3 separate regions of the Mus musculus genome follow, and regions 1 and 3 are each linked to region 2. The links are chromatin contacts, called in public HiCAR-type maps. All regions are on one chromosome and are shown on one strand. The core of a region is the stretch at or near the end of the contact, and the rest is flanking DNA. Distances in the headings are between cores, read along the strand shown. Region 1 has its middle 5.8 kb from the start of Gm35546. Region 2 has its middle 70 kb from the start of Gm35023. Region 3 overlaps Gm35426 (a long non-coding RNA gene).

What was found. HiCAR-type assays count read pairs that join an accessible place to other places.
Region 1: a contact with region 2 is called in a HiCAR-type map of fibro-adipogenic progenitors, with 5 times the contacts expected there. The contact joins two enhancer-like sites. A contact is called at or near these places in 2 of 484 Hi-C or Micro-C datasets (myocytes and olfactory sensory neurons) and 1 of 115 datasets of contacts at active chromatin or transcription factors (fibro-adipogenic progenitors).
Region 3: a contact with region 2 is called in a HiCAR-type map of fibro-adipogenic progenitors, with 7 times the contacts expected there. The contact joins two enhancer-like sites. A contact is called at or near these places in 1 of 484 Hi-C or Micro-C datasets (muscle stem cells) and 1 of 115 datasets of contacts at active chromatin or transcription factors (fibro-adipogenic progenitors).

What each region holds. Positions count from the first base shown.
Region 1 is chr1:186,579,476-186,583,666 of GRCm38.p6, forward strand. No RefSeq gene overlaps it. Among named protein-coding and RNA genes, the nearest start is that of Gm35546, 5.8 kb to the right of the region's middle. Within about 2 kb of position 1,851, at least 40 of the 459 cell types and tissues checked have an H3K27ac peak or open chromatin away from gene starts, as enhancers often do. A contact at or near this core is called in fibro-adipogenic progenitors, where this site is marked.
Region 2 is chr1:185,686,518-185,690,654 of GRCm38.p6, forward strand. No RefSeq gene overlaps it. Among named protein-coding and RNA genes, the nearest start is that of Gm35023, 70 kb to the left of the region's middle. Within about 2 kb of position 2,179, at least 3 of the 459 cell types and tissues checked have an H3K27ac peak or open chromatin away from gene starts, as enhancers often do. A contact at or near this core is called in fibro-adipogenic progenitors, where this site is marked.
Region 3 is chr1:186,476,645-186,481,034 of GRCm38.p6, forward strand. The region is part of intron 1 of Gm35426 (a long non-coding RNA gene); the gene reads right to left. Among named protein-coding and RNA genes, the nearest start is that of Gm35426, 7.6 kb to the right of the region's middle. Within about 2 kb of position 2,112, at least 46 of the 459 cell types and tissues checked have an H3K27ac peak or open chromatin away from gene starts, as enhancers often do. A contact at or near this core is called in fibro-adipogenic progenitors, where this site is marked.

The DNA of each region.
Region 1 (4,191 bases), core at 601-3,100, 890 kb after region 2:
CAACTGCAGGCCCACAAGAGTGTCCCCATGGGTGCTTACTACGTACCAGAGAGTCTGTGGTGTTCACAGGATTAGAAGCCAAGATCCAGTAAGTGCTTCCTTCTGTCGCCATTGAAACAGAATCTTTCTTTGCTGCACTTCCCTCTCCTCAGCCTACTGAGTCCTGGGACTAAATGTCTTTTATAACTCAGAATAGTTTCATTCTATGATATGTTTATTAGAATGGAAACCCATCAGAAGCTGAGTCATATCTATAACAACTTCTTGAGACTCTTTAAAGAACTCAGTAGCTAATGCATTCTCATATTTGATTAAATGCTTTCCAGGTAGCAGGGGTTTGGTTAAAAAGCTAATTAGCATTTTATTATTATTATTTATTTTTATTTTTATTTTTTGCTGTTGATGCTCTCTAAACAAAGATTTCATGAAAATGGGTGCTAATTGGTTCTCTTTGGCTTATCAGAGAGAGGGGAAAGGAGTGAGGGAGGAGAGACGAGAGAGATAAGGGAGGAGAGAGACAGAGAGAAGAAATAAAGAACAAAGGGGAGAAAATATCAACATCCAAGCAAACAGACCTGTAGAAATCACCTATCATATACACACAATCCTGACTGCTTTCACAGCATTTGGGGTTTGGAAATAGAGTTTCCGTCTACAGCTAGCTCAGGCTGGCCTTAACCACATCAACCTCCTGCATCAGCCTCAGGAGAGATGGGACTGCAGGTCTATGCCACCACACCCAGCTCTTAACTGCCTTCAACTGCTTTTGGCTGCTCTTCAGCTGTGTCATCTTTCTAAGACACGGTGCTGGAGTGGCTGCTCATGTTACCAACCCATCATCGTGAGTATTGAGTGCACCTACCAGTGCCTAGAAGTCCCACACAATTGCTCTTCAGCCTTTCCCAGGAGGCAGTACTCAGAGGGGGACAGTCACAGAGAAGTCACAGGACTGTACTGTAGCTTCAGAGAATTTCTGATGTAGCCAAGAAGCAGAATCATCCCTCGGGAGACCACTCACAAGACAACGTGCACTTCAAGAGTTAAAACAGAAGCTTTTTTTTTTTTAATTGTAAACTAAAACCCGCTTAGAGGAAGTATGGCCTTTTGTGCTGTGACTTTCTGGGTCATAAAATACTCTTCATTATCCATTATTACAAAACAGAGGCATTTCTGTTGTTGGTGTTAATAATTTCATAGCTTTCCTTGGAAATGTGTATTGACCTCCATTTACCTAGAGGGAGGGGAAGCCCTATCACTTTTCTTTTCCTCTCTGTTTCAATTCTTCATTCCAAAGTTCTGTCCTTCCTCCTTATTTCTCTCCATAATAACAAACATCACCTAGATATAAAGGGTTACCACGTGAAAAAAATAAATCCGTTGATGTGTTTAAGTGAGATCCCCACATCTGCATATAAACCCACACGAACAAATATTTAGATGAATTATACTGCTCTATGTTTAAATTCTGCTTCCTTGAGTCAACAGATAAACGTTTATAGAGGCAAAAAATAACCCCTCAATCTTACTATTAATCCTATTATTCTTACAGTAGCACAAGGCAGTACACCAGCCAGGAAGGGAATACAAGGGACCTCCCTTCTTACCCTCCTAATTGTTTCTCCAGACCATCCCCTTTGGAGCAAAGAGAGGGTCCAACCTTCCTTGGGAGCCATGGATTTCTCTGGGTACATTTATTTTGGAGTTGTTCTGGAGGCAACAACATCAGAGACACATGTCTATCTGGTTGCTATTAGTGCTTTCGAAACTCCAAATGAAACGCTTCAGGCTAGCAACTAGAGGTGTTGATCAAACAATAGTTTCCCAGCCAACATCCAAACTGGGTGTACCCAGATGACTTTGCACTTAAGCACTGGAATTTGGAATATGTGGGTAAAGCCTGACTAATTATAGTGTTGACCACAGTAAAGCCATGGAGGACCCTGGCTCCTTATGCTGAGAAACACATATAGAAATGCCCACATTAAGGGTAGAGCTTGCCTGAGAGCCAGCCCCTGTGTCCACCCTCATATCCCAAAGAAACTGGACCAATACACTACTAGATCACTAGGGTTGGTGGTAGCCTGGTAGCCTGCCTCTCCACTTCCCTTGCACTGCTTTATACAAACTGAGAGCATATTCTAGGCATGGAAATATAGGGGAAACATCCAGATATGAATTGTTGAAATAATTATGGGGAGCTCTCACTAGACACATACAAGGTCTGTTGACATGGAAGAATACCTCCCCATCAGTCTGAATAAACTATTACATAACAGCTAAGCTATAATAAAGTCCTGATTCCAAATCAAATAAGTCTCCCAGACTTCTAAAATGAGTCACCAACAGCTCTATAAACATACAAAATACTTGACAAGGAAGACTCTGATAATTTTTTAGTAATTATGTCTGCAAATTGTTCCTTGCTGACATCACCATTAGGAACAGTTTCCCATAAGCTTGCCTTTCCTCGTCACTTCTGCCCATTAATCACTGATACTTCGGCTATTTCTATCATTATTAGGTGATTCACAAGGTCTGTGTGAATATCCAGGATTCTCCTTTGTAGAGTTTTTACTTAGTGGAATCAGGGTGAGCAAAGCCAGGATTGTCAGGGGTGACGCTCCTTGTAGTCCTTGTTTAAGGCACACTCACAGATTTGTCATATCTTGATCCTAAAATCATTTCACACACATACACACACACATACACATGACACTTTGCAAACATCTTAACATAAATACAATAAGGAGAAAGCTGGGCAGAGTTGAGGGCTCACTGAGTTGACATATTTTCTGTTTAAAGACATTCCCAAGCACTGGCGTCATTTTTCTTTGTGTTGGACGTGAGACTTCAAGTTCTGCTCTGACATGTGATCTACAAACCAGCTCTGAGCCAAACCCAAGTGTCAGCTGCCGGGTCCAACACTCGATGCGGACTGTGATGAGAGTGCAGGAGAGCAAGAGGGGCTGTGAATGTGGCACTGCTGGTCCAGGAGACATAAGCAGCAGGCACAGCCAGGGCCCGGGGCTTCATCCCAGGAAAGGGGTGACACAGCCGGGGAAATTAAGTCAAAGGCCTACGAAAGTGGTGGACAAGGGGAAAGCTTGGCTTAACCTAGGCCTTTATAATGGATATGACCCAGAATAAAGCAAGCCCTCGATCTCTCTGTAACTGTACTCATCTAATGATAAACACTGGCTCCGAGGAACCCTGAGAAAGTAAAACATTTAAAGCCATTCAGAATGTGTCTAAATGGAATCTAGATTTCTCCCGAAATGACCTGAGTAGCTGGCACGCCCGAGGTTTTGCTGCTGGAGTGAAGGCGGCTGAGTAAGCAGGGAAGGGGCAGAGGCCTTCCTATTGAAAGAAAAAAAAAATCTCTGTCGTCCCAGAGCTGAAGTCTTCAGCTGAGCACTTAGAATAAACACATGGGGAAGAGAAGGTGTGTTTCATGGGAAGAGGAAATTCTGGGCCTACCGTGTAGGTTTGTGCGGAAGAAAAGCTGTATAGCAACTGTGCATCCTGCAGAGCCATGGCCTACTCACAAAGCCATACTGTGTAGCAAGGAGTCCCCAAGTAGAGGTTGCACTCATAAGACTGTATTGAGGAGTGTCTACCAAGCATGGTGTACCGAGAATGCAAAGATGAATGAAGATTGGCCCCTTGGATCCAGGAGTCCATAAAATAATGGATAAGGTATAGTTGAAAGTAGAAATTCAAGGCGGAGTGCAGCAAATGAGGAGCTGGCCACATCACCCGGCTGTGGACACACAGCAGGCCGACCCTTGGGAGCTGGAGCAATGGATTCTTCCATTGGGTACCCTTTCTGTGTTTCTGAAGGAACGGAGCTTCTGGCGCCATTGACTGAATCCATGGGAAAGGAAATGAGGTCTGCCACTTTAACTTAAAAGGCAGCAACTGGAATACCAGGTAGAGAACCGAAGAACAGGTAGAGAGAGCAGACACCATTGAAGGAAATGAATCAGTAAGGGAGAAGAAGATCGAAGCAGAAAAGACCCTCAGCAAGCACACTTTCTGTGGGAGAAAGGGGGCTGCTTCTGTCTGCCTCCCCAGGAAGGAAGGGTTTCTGCATCACACTTATCACAAGAGGCTCTGTGAAAAACTGTACTAGCAGCAAAATCTGTCTGTCTGTCTGTCTGACTGCCTGCCTCTGCCCCAATCCCTCCCTCT
Region 2 (4,137 bases), core at 929-3,428:
ATGATTACATGGCAAACTATTACATCATCCGTCACTCTTACATATTCTAACAAACTACCTGACATGTGGTAGACCCTATGGCAGATAAAAAGGAAAATGCTGTGATCTTATTTTTAAAATGATTTTATTTTTGTGTCTATGCACATGCATTTAGGAGCATGTGCACAGCCAGGCTTGACCAGTGGAAGCCCCGGGTAGCCACCGAGCATCCGTTCCCACTCTCCATACTGTTTGTAAAGACAGGGTCTCTCACCGAACCTGGAGGCCCGCAGTTGAGTAGAATGGCTGACAGTGAGATCCTGGGATTGTCTTGTCTGCTCCCAGGGATAGGATCAGGCATATTCTGGCTGTCACATCTTGTCCCAGGCATCCCTTGTTTTAGCCTTCTTTCAGGTGGGCATCCACGCCTACCTGGCTTCTTTACAGAAGTGTTGTAGATATGAACTCCAGCTCTTCTGCCTGCATGGCAAGGTCTTTAAAAGTTGAGACATAGCCTCAGACCTCCCACAATACTTCTTGAAGGCTCAAGGTATTATCATCATGTGATTGTCAGGAAGACAAAAAAGGGGAAAGGTTGGGTACAAGCTCTCTCTGTTTCATCTATTTGACCTTATCTATTCTGCAATCAAACAGCAGCAAATTATTGATTTCTAGCTGTTCACATCTAGAACGGATGTAGAACTAACAAATCAACTCTTCAGAAATGCAAAGAATGGGTGAGCACCTAAGCACCCTGGCTGCTGTGACAGAGGATCTGGGTTCAGTTCTTAGAACCTACACGACCGTTCACAACCATCTGTAACTCCCGCTCCAGGGGACTCCTTGTGGCCTCCTCCTGGATTGAGTGCAGGTGGCATACAGAAATGCATGCAGGCAAAACACCCATACACAATAAAAATAAAAATAAAAATAAACTAAAATAAAGAAACAGCTATCTACCAATGGATGGATTCAAGAAAAACATGCTGAGTGAGGCCAGAGATGGAAGGGGCACAAAGGTTTTCATGTTTTTGAAGTGAATTCCTTCCCTCCCTCCTAGTTGCTGGCCAGGGCATCACAGCTTCAGCTGTGACAATCCCAGACTCTGTCATTCTGCAGTGGAATTACTCAATTCAGTTTTCCTTTAGTCAAGATCCACTTCCTCGGAGTTCACAATGCCTCTGGCACAGGGCTTAGATGCTAAAGATACATAGCTTTGCAAGGCTCTCCGGGATCCTCCGGGATCTCTCAGATTGTGGGGGAAATAGGTATCTAGCATTACGATTTTGAAGCAAGTATTTCTGGTATGTTCTCATAACTCACAGAGCCAAATCCAAGGAGCTGGTGTACACAGCCCATCAGATATGGTGCTGGAATTTTCTCTTCACTTCGATGCCCAGACTTTCAGTCAACATCTCTATAAGGTGGCATGCTTCCTATGTTGCTAGGCAACATTAGTAGGCAGAAATTACCCCTTAAAAAGTATTTGGACTGTGAGGAACTAAAGTATATGTTTTAAATGCCCGCAGGGGTCACTGAGACCAAAAAAAACAACCCAAAATGCAAAATCAAGGCTCAAGACAATCTTTCTCATAAAATTGGTCAAAGATGGAAACCATTTCTTAGTTCTAGAAACAGAGAGCTGACTTAGAATAACTCTTGGTGATTTAAGGGGAAATGGAAAGATTAAAACAGAATAATAGAGGGCGGTAATACGCCTGTATGAATTCACCATTACTTTGTTATATTTGTGTGTGTTAACAAGATATTTTAAATGATAACATTTTACACTTAAAACAATGCATGTGTGTCTATGAATGGTCATGTGTGCCGGCAAGCCCACGGAGGCCAGAAGAACGGTCTGACAACGGGGTGGAGTGGGTTTTCAGACTGGAGCTGAAGAGGGATACAAATATAACAAGGGGGTAAGGAGAGCCCAGCCCTGTGACCCAGATGCCCCGCTGAGAGAGAGGGGAGATCAGGGAGGTAGACGCAGTCCTCTTGGTATAGAGACGTGCAGCACTTGACTGCGGTACAGTCTCGGGCTCGTGCGTATTGTTATTTCCGCAATTGTGTCATGGGATAATTCTTGGTCAAGTGACTCTTGTTCAGAAGTGCCAGAAAGATGTTCCCAGTCTTATTCCAGGGCTTCCATCAGTTCTCATTTAATGGAATCATGGAAAACAACCAAATGTGAACCCAACCCCCTGTGACCCACCTACTGGAACCCCACCCCGCTGCGTACCCTCAACTCTCACAGCTCTTCCAGAAAGGACAACAAACAGGTCAGCCAACATGTGGACTCTATAATCTCTGCTATTTTAACTTTTTAAAGACTCCTCGTAACATTGGCAGGCAAACTGGAGCTCTGTAAGGATTCTTCTGGTTGCAAAACACATAGGCGCTTTCTCCTGACCAGAATATTGTTTTTCCATACACAAATGACTTTTCTTTGCAAAATGTGCTTAGGGCAAATGTCCAATAGCAAACAAATTCCCATGCTTTTGTGCCCACAACTTTCCCCCATGAAGGTAAATCATTTAACACAAAAGCCAAGCAAGCTTAGGGGATTTCTCAAACTCTCCTTGCCAGTCTGGTTCCAACGTATTTATTAACAGAATGACGATTATTTAAGGTTAAGTTGGTCCCATTAAATGATCACAGAAACATAACATTTCCTACACTAAAAATACATTATATATTTTGTTTTTACTCAAGGTCAATTTCTTCATCCTAATAGACTAAACTGTGATCTTTTACATGAGCCAACGAATTCTTTTTTCAGCTCAACAAAACTGGTGCAGTTCTTTATTTTAGGCTTGGAACCGGCTGTTGTAATTTCTACCATGTACAACCAGAGAAAGGTCTTGAATTATCATTGGTCATGTGTCATTGCAGAGCTTCATGCAAGTTCAGGGTGAGTCGTGGCAGGAGAGCAATATGCTTGATAAGTCACTGACCGTCTTCCTAGTTAAACTGTGGCCATGGCTCTGGTCCCCTTTTGTTTAGTTGACAAATTTCTTGCTGGTGGTCACCAAGAATCATGGCTGCCACAAGCTGACCCTTTCAAGTATGATCTTGTATCAATGTCCGTCATTTCCTTTTTCTAGCAAGGAGGTGGATTTATACTGAGCCATCTCTCAGAGACAGATTTGCATTTCAAAATGGTGTATGAATCAAGACGGCCTAGTGTGTGCTTCTCCAGAAAGCACTAGTGTACCCAGAGTTTTAATCCAAGAACAATTTTTGCTTTGGGATGAGTATTCTAGGAAGGAGTCCAATTTCTGAATGAATGATTTAACCTAATAGTAAGTTATTGTGGTTTCTCGTTAACTCTTAAAGCATCCTTTATGCATATGTACAACTACCATACACTCATACTGCTTCATGAAGCAATGAGAGGCTGGCAAGATGGCTTGGTGGGTAAAGGTGCTTGCTACTCAAATGCCATGACATGAATCTGATCACAGAAATCGGCTTAAAGGCAAAAGGAAAGAACCAACTCCATACAGTTGTTCTCTGACCTCTACATGAATGATACACTCTGATACCCGTTGTACACACACACACACACACACACACACACACACACACACACGCACACACACACACACATAATAAAAAGTAAACTACAAAAAAGGAAATGAAATAATAATTCTACTACCATTCCCTGTGGTGAGAGTATCCCAGGAAGTGTTTGGCTTAAGAGTGGTGTTTCTGACATTCTTTGAAGTCTGTAACAAGGATACCGGGCACCAGCACCACATCGACTTCATCCAGCACCGTATCATCCGTCATGTAAGGATGGAAAAGCGATGGACCAGTGGTACTTCCATTGTGTTGAACTTCGGTGAATGTACTTGGCCTTATTTTTCACTGACTATAAAAATTGTCTCTTAGAGTATTCAAAGAGGTTAACTATGTGTTCTCTATAAATTGGGAATTAAGAAGAGTGTGTGTACATTCCTAAAGTGGCCTTTTCCAAATACTTGATGAGTGTAGAAGATAATTTCTGAATGCTACACGAGCTGCAGAAGATATCTGGGCTCATTGCTTTGCTTTTGTGTTTGGCTCTAGGGAGCAACTGCCATATGCTCTCTTTCTAGGATAATCCAACATGACCTACCTTGCAGCTCTACAAACTAAGATGTTCCCAGA
Region 3 (4,390 bases), core at 862-3,361, 790 kb after region 2:
GTCAGCTTGGAGAGGAGTTTGAGGCAGAACAGCTAAGTTGAAATAGCCAGCCAGAGTTCAGAAAGAACAAGAAAGGGTGAGCTTATTCAGCAGCAAGTCTCAGAGGCTGAAAACGTTCTAGGCCTAAGTTAGATTGTACAGAAGCTGGAAGCTTCCATAGGGCTAAGGCTAGGCCTAGGTGAGTAGATAGAAGCAGTAAGACTTGGAGATGGCAACTACCTCAGGTGAATCAACATTACACCACTGCTGCTGCATCGCCATGATCCCAGACATGGCCCTCAGTGGCTGCATGGGCTGGGATTCCTCCATGGCATCGGTGATGGGGCCTGTTACTCACATCAGGCTGTTGCTCTTTACTCTCACATCTCCAGTTCCACCTCTATAATGCTCAAACTGTTCTACTTCTCTTTCTCTCCCATCCATCCACCACACATTCACACATGTAGTAGCTCCCAGTGAAGGCAAGCCGTGTGGTGGTGGACCTCTGGGTATCTTCTGCCTGCCCACGCCATAAGGCATGGCATTGAGACAGATTCCTGTTGTCTTCCTCCTCCAACTTGCCTTGATTATGTAACTTTATTTAAGGCATCAGGAGAAGGACAGAAGGCTTGGTCTGACCTTAGGTGGGACCATGGTTATGCACAGTAAGGAGTATCTTGACACTTATGTGCAGATGGCAAAAAGCCTACAGAAGAAGATAGGATGTGCACCCTTACAAGGACTACCATACCATAGTCCCTCCCTTCCAAAACTGGTTAGCAGGCATCAAGGGAAGCTGGGAAGTCTGTTAGCAAGAAACTATCACCCAGTAACATGCTCAGCCTTTAACTAAAACTATAGTCATAGTTTCCCTCCTTTTGTTTTTTTGTTTGTTTGTTTTTGGGTTTGTTTTGGAGACAGTGACCTATGTGTCCCAGGCTGGCCTATAACTCACCAAATAGCCAAGGATAACCCTGTGCTTTTTATCCTCCTGATTACAGGGTGCACTGTAACTCATCAATGCAATGCAGGAGATGGAGCCCAGAACTTCAGCCTTGCTGAATAAGTACTCTATCAACTTAGATACCTTAGCCACAGTGCCACAACCAACCATATTTTAACCTATTAGAGACTCTTACTATTGAAGTGATTCATATTTTAAATATCATTCAGGTCACGAATTATATAAGGATTAAATTTTGATCCAAACCATTGGCAGAAAGAATGAAAATAAAATTGTCATTTAAATGAATTCATATAATCTACTCATTTTTTTTTTCAGCATGACTTTCTTGTTCAAAGCTAATCAAAGCAAGCGTACTGGGTTTTGTTGTCTAAGATCTTGCTTCAAATCAAGGTTTGAAATAATAGCCAAACTGGTTAACTGCTGGCTCATGAGCAAAAATGTGTGTGTTTAATTGAATTTATGCTTCTTTTAATTAGCTGATTGTACCCTTGGTCCAGTCTTAAGATGCCTCTTAAAAGGCAGTTTGAGAGTGTCTTAGTTAGGGTTTTATTGTTGTGAAGAGATGTCATGACCACAGCAACTCTTACAAAACACAACATTTAATTGGGGCTGGCTTACAATTGCAGAGGCTTAGTCCATTATCATCACAGCATAAACCATGGTGGCATGCAGGCAGATTTGGTGGTGGAGAAGGAGATGAGAGGTATACATCTTGATCCCAGGCAGCAGGAGAGAACTATATGTGTTTTAGACTGGGCATAGCTTAAGCATTTAAGATCTCAAAGCCCCACCACCACAGTGATACTCTAACAAGGCCACACCTCCTACAATAAAGTCACACCTCCTCCAGTCAAGCCACACCTCCTAAAAAATGCTACTCCCTAATGCCAAGCATATTCGAACACATGAGTCTAATGGGGCCATTCCTACTCAGACCAGCCCAGAGAGTCCATGGATATTCTCAGGACATTGACTTCAAGCCCAGGACAGCAGCAAGCTGCCTCTGAGGAGCCCTGGTTTCCTGATCCAAGCCTCCTTCCCACCCAGGATCCCTTCTTGGGAACCAGGATGCAGCGTGACTTGGAAAAATGACCCCAGCTCCCAGGTGGAAAGCAAAAGTCAGCAACTTGGAGACTGGAACGCCCTCCAAGCCAAGGCTTAGTCACCCGTGTCAACAATCCAGATGCCAAAAGCAAAGTCCTGTGAGAGAAGGAAACCGGAAATAAGCAGTAAAAGCCCTAGGGCCCCACTTGATTCTCTCCCACTACAATCCATGTGACATTTAATTAGAATGGTTTTGTGGCTATTTATAAACTCTGTGTTCAATTGTGTGTGTTTGTTTACATGCACATTTATAAATAAATGTAATTAAAACTTCTTGAAATAAATACAATCTCAAAACAAGATGCAGAGGGCCAGGGCTTCCGTGTGGTATCATAATTTTCCATGAGCTGCGGAGCTGCCAGAGATGTTGACAGGCAGTTGCATGACCACTGACACTACAAATCATACAAATGACCTTTCACCTTGCAGTGAACTTAACAAGTACTAGCTTACAATCACGTTGGAGTCATGCATGGAAGGCCTCTGAAAGGAATCAAAATCAAATCTAAGGCAAGTCATTGGTGTCTTAATCAATGTCCTATAAACCTAAGAGGTAGTCACACCAGATCTGACGTGGTGGTTCAGATTTCCAAATACGTGGAGGTAGAAGGATTGTTGGATCACAAAGTTACATCTAAGTGATTTTTTTGCTTATCTTCCAGAAAAGGACTTTGTGGACCACTGAGTCCAGACACATTAAAAGAAATTAAGTGTACTTGAATCCTATTAAAGATACCACTGACAAATATTTTTTAAAGATTTATTTATTTATTATATGTGACTACACCGTAGCTATCTTCAGACACTCTGGAAGAGGGCATCAGATCTCATTACAGATGGTTGTGAGCCACCATGTGGTTGCTGGGATTTGAACTCAGGACCTTCGGAAGAGCAGTCGGTGCTCTTAACGGCTGAGCCATCTCGCCAGCCCGACAAATATTTTTAAAAATATATATACAACTTAACTACTCAGCAAAAAGTAACTACAAGATTCAATGCCAACATGGCCAATTAACCAAAACTATCTGCAAATTAATATTTACAGAATAAGAGGAATTGCCTAACAGGAATATTGCCTGTCATCATCAGAATACCATCAGTCCTAACATTAATGTGTAAGTTGGAATTCAGTTGTCTAAGTTTCATTTAGATTCTGCAGTGTAGAAGGTAGATACTTATTGTTCATCCTGACTATGAAAGCTAGCTACCTGATTCACATCACTGCTACTGAAGGGAGAAATAACACACACACACAGAGAGAGAGAGAGAGAGAGAGAGAGAGAGAGAGAGAGAGAGAGAGAGAGACAGACAGAGAGAGAGAGACAGACAGAGAGAGAGCATACATACTCACAGAGAGATGAAGATAGAGAGACACAGAGATAGAGAAAGACAGAGAGTCACAGGGACAAACAAGAAGTAATAAATCAGACAAATGAAAGGCCAGGAGTGGTGGGTCAAGAAGGCAGGTGAGCATGGAGCCTAACGTCATCTCTTCTGCTTCCTGCAGTTTTGCTCTTAGGCAGAACTTTGCCCTTTAACTATGAGGAAAGAATCCAAAGAAACAGTTTTAGTAGTATAAACAACACATTGCAAAGTCTTTCAACACCCAAATAAACACAAAAGTTTTGGAGTATGTATATTAAGAGGAACACACACACACACACACACACACACACACACCAAATTAACATGTTAAAGGGTTATGGATCCAGAAAATCTAGAATCTAACAAGGTATAAGCTCTTCTCCATCACTCAAAAAGGGCAGAGCCAAGTATTCTTTAACTTGTTCTTTTGAAGGTCCCCTGAAAGTCACATTTAGAACTTCAGGGCACTGATTATCGCCCAGTGAATAGAGCATACTGTACTGACACTTGTCGACTGGGTTCTTAAACCATTTTCCTAGCAAGCATCTCACCAAGGAATGATCGTCAACTTGGAATGATCGTCAACTTTACTGGCAGTTTCTGGAATCAGGTTCAAAGACCGGGCCTAGGTTGATATCATTCTCCCAAATTAACTTCGGTTTGAAAAGTAAATCTCTTCAGCCTCTTTTAGGTGCATATCCTAGGATTCAAATTAAGAAATTACAAGGAAAAGAAAAAATTAATAAATACTGAATACCGTCAGGATGACTGGAATGGTGTGGACAGACAAAAGACTGAACTTAAGCCTCTCACACCAAATATCAGTTGTGTGTTTTTGTTTGTTTGATTGATTGATTGGTTGATTTGAAACAAGGGTGTATGCAGCCCCAGGCTAGTCTTGATCGTACCAGGTGGCAGAGAGTGGTCTTGAAGTCTTAATCCCAAGAGGGATTATAGGGCTAAGTCACCACAGCT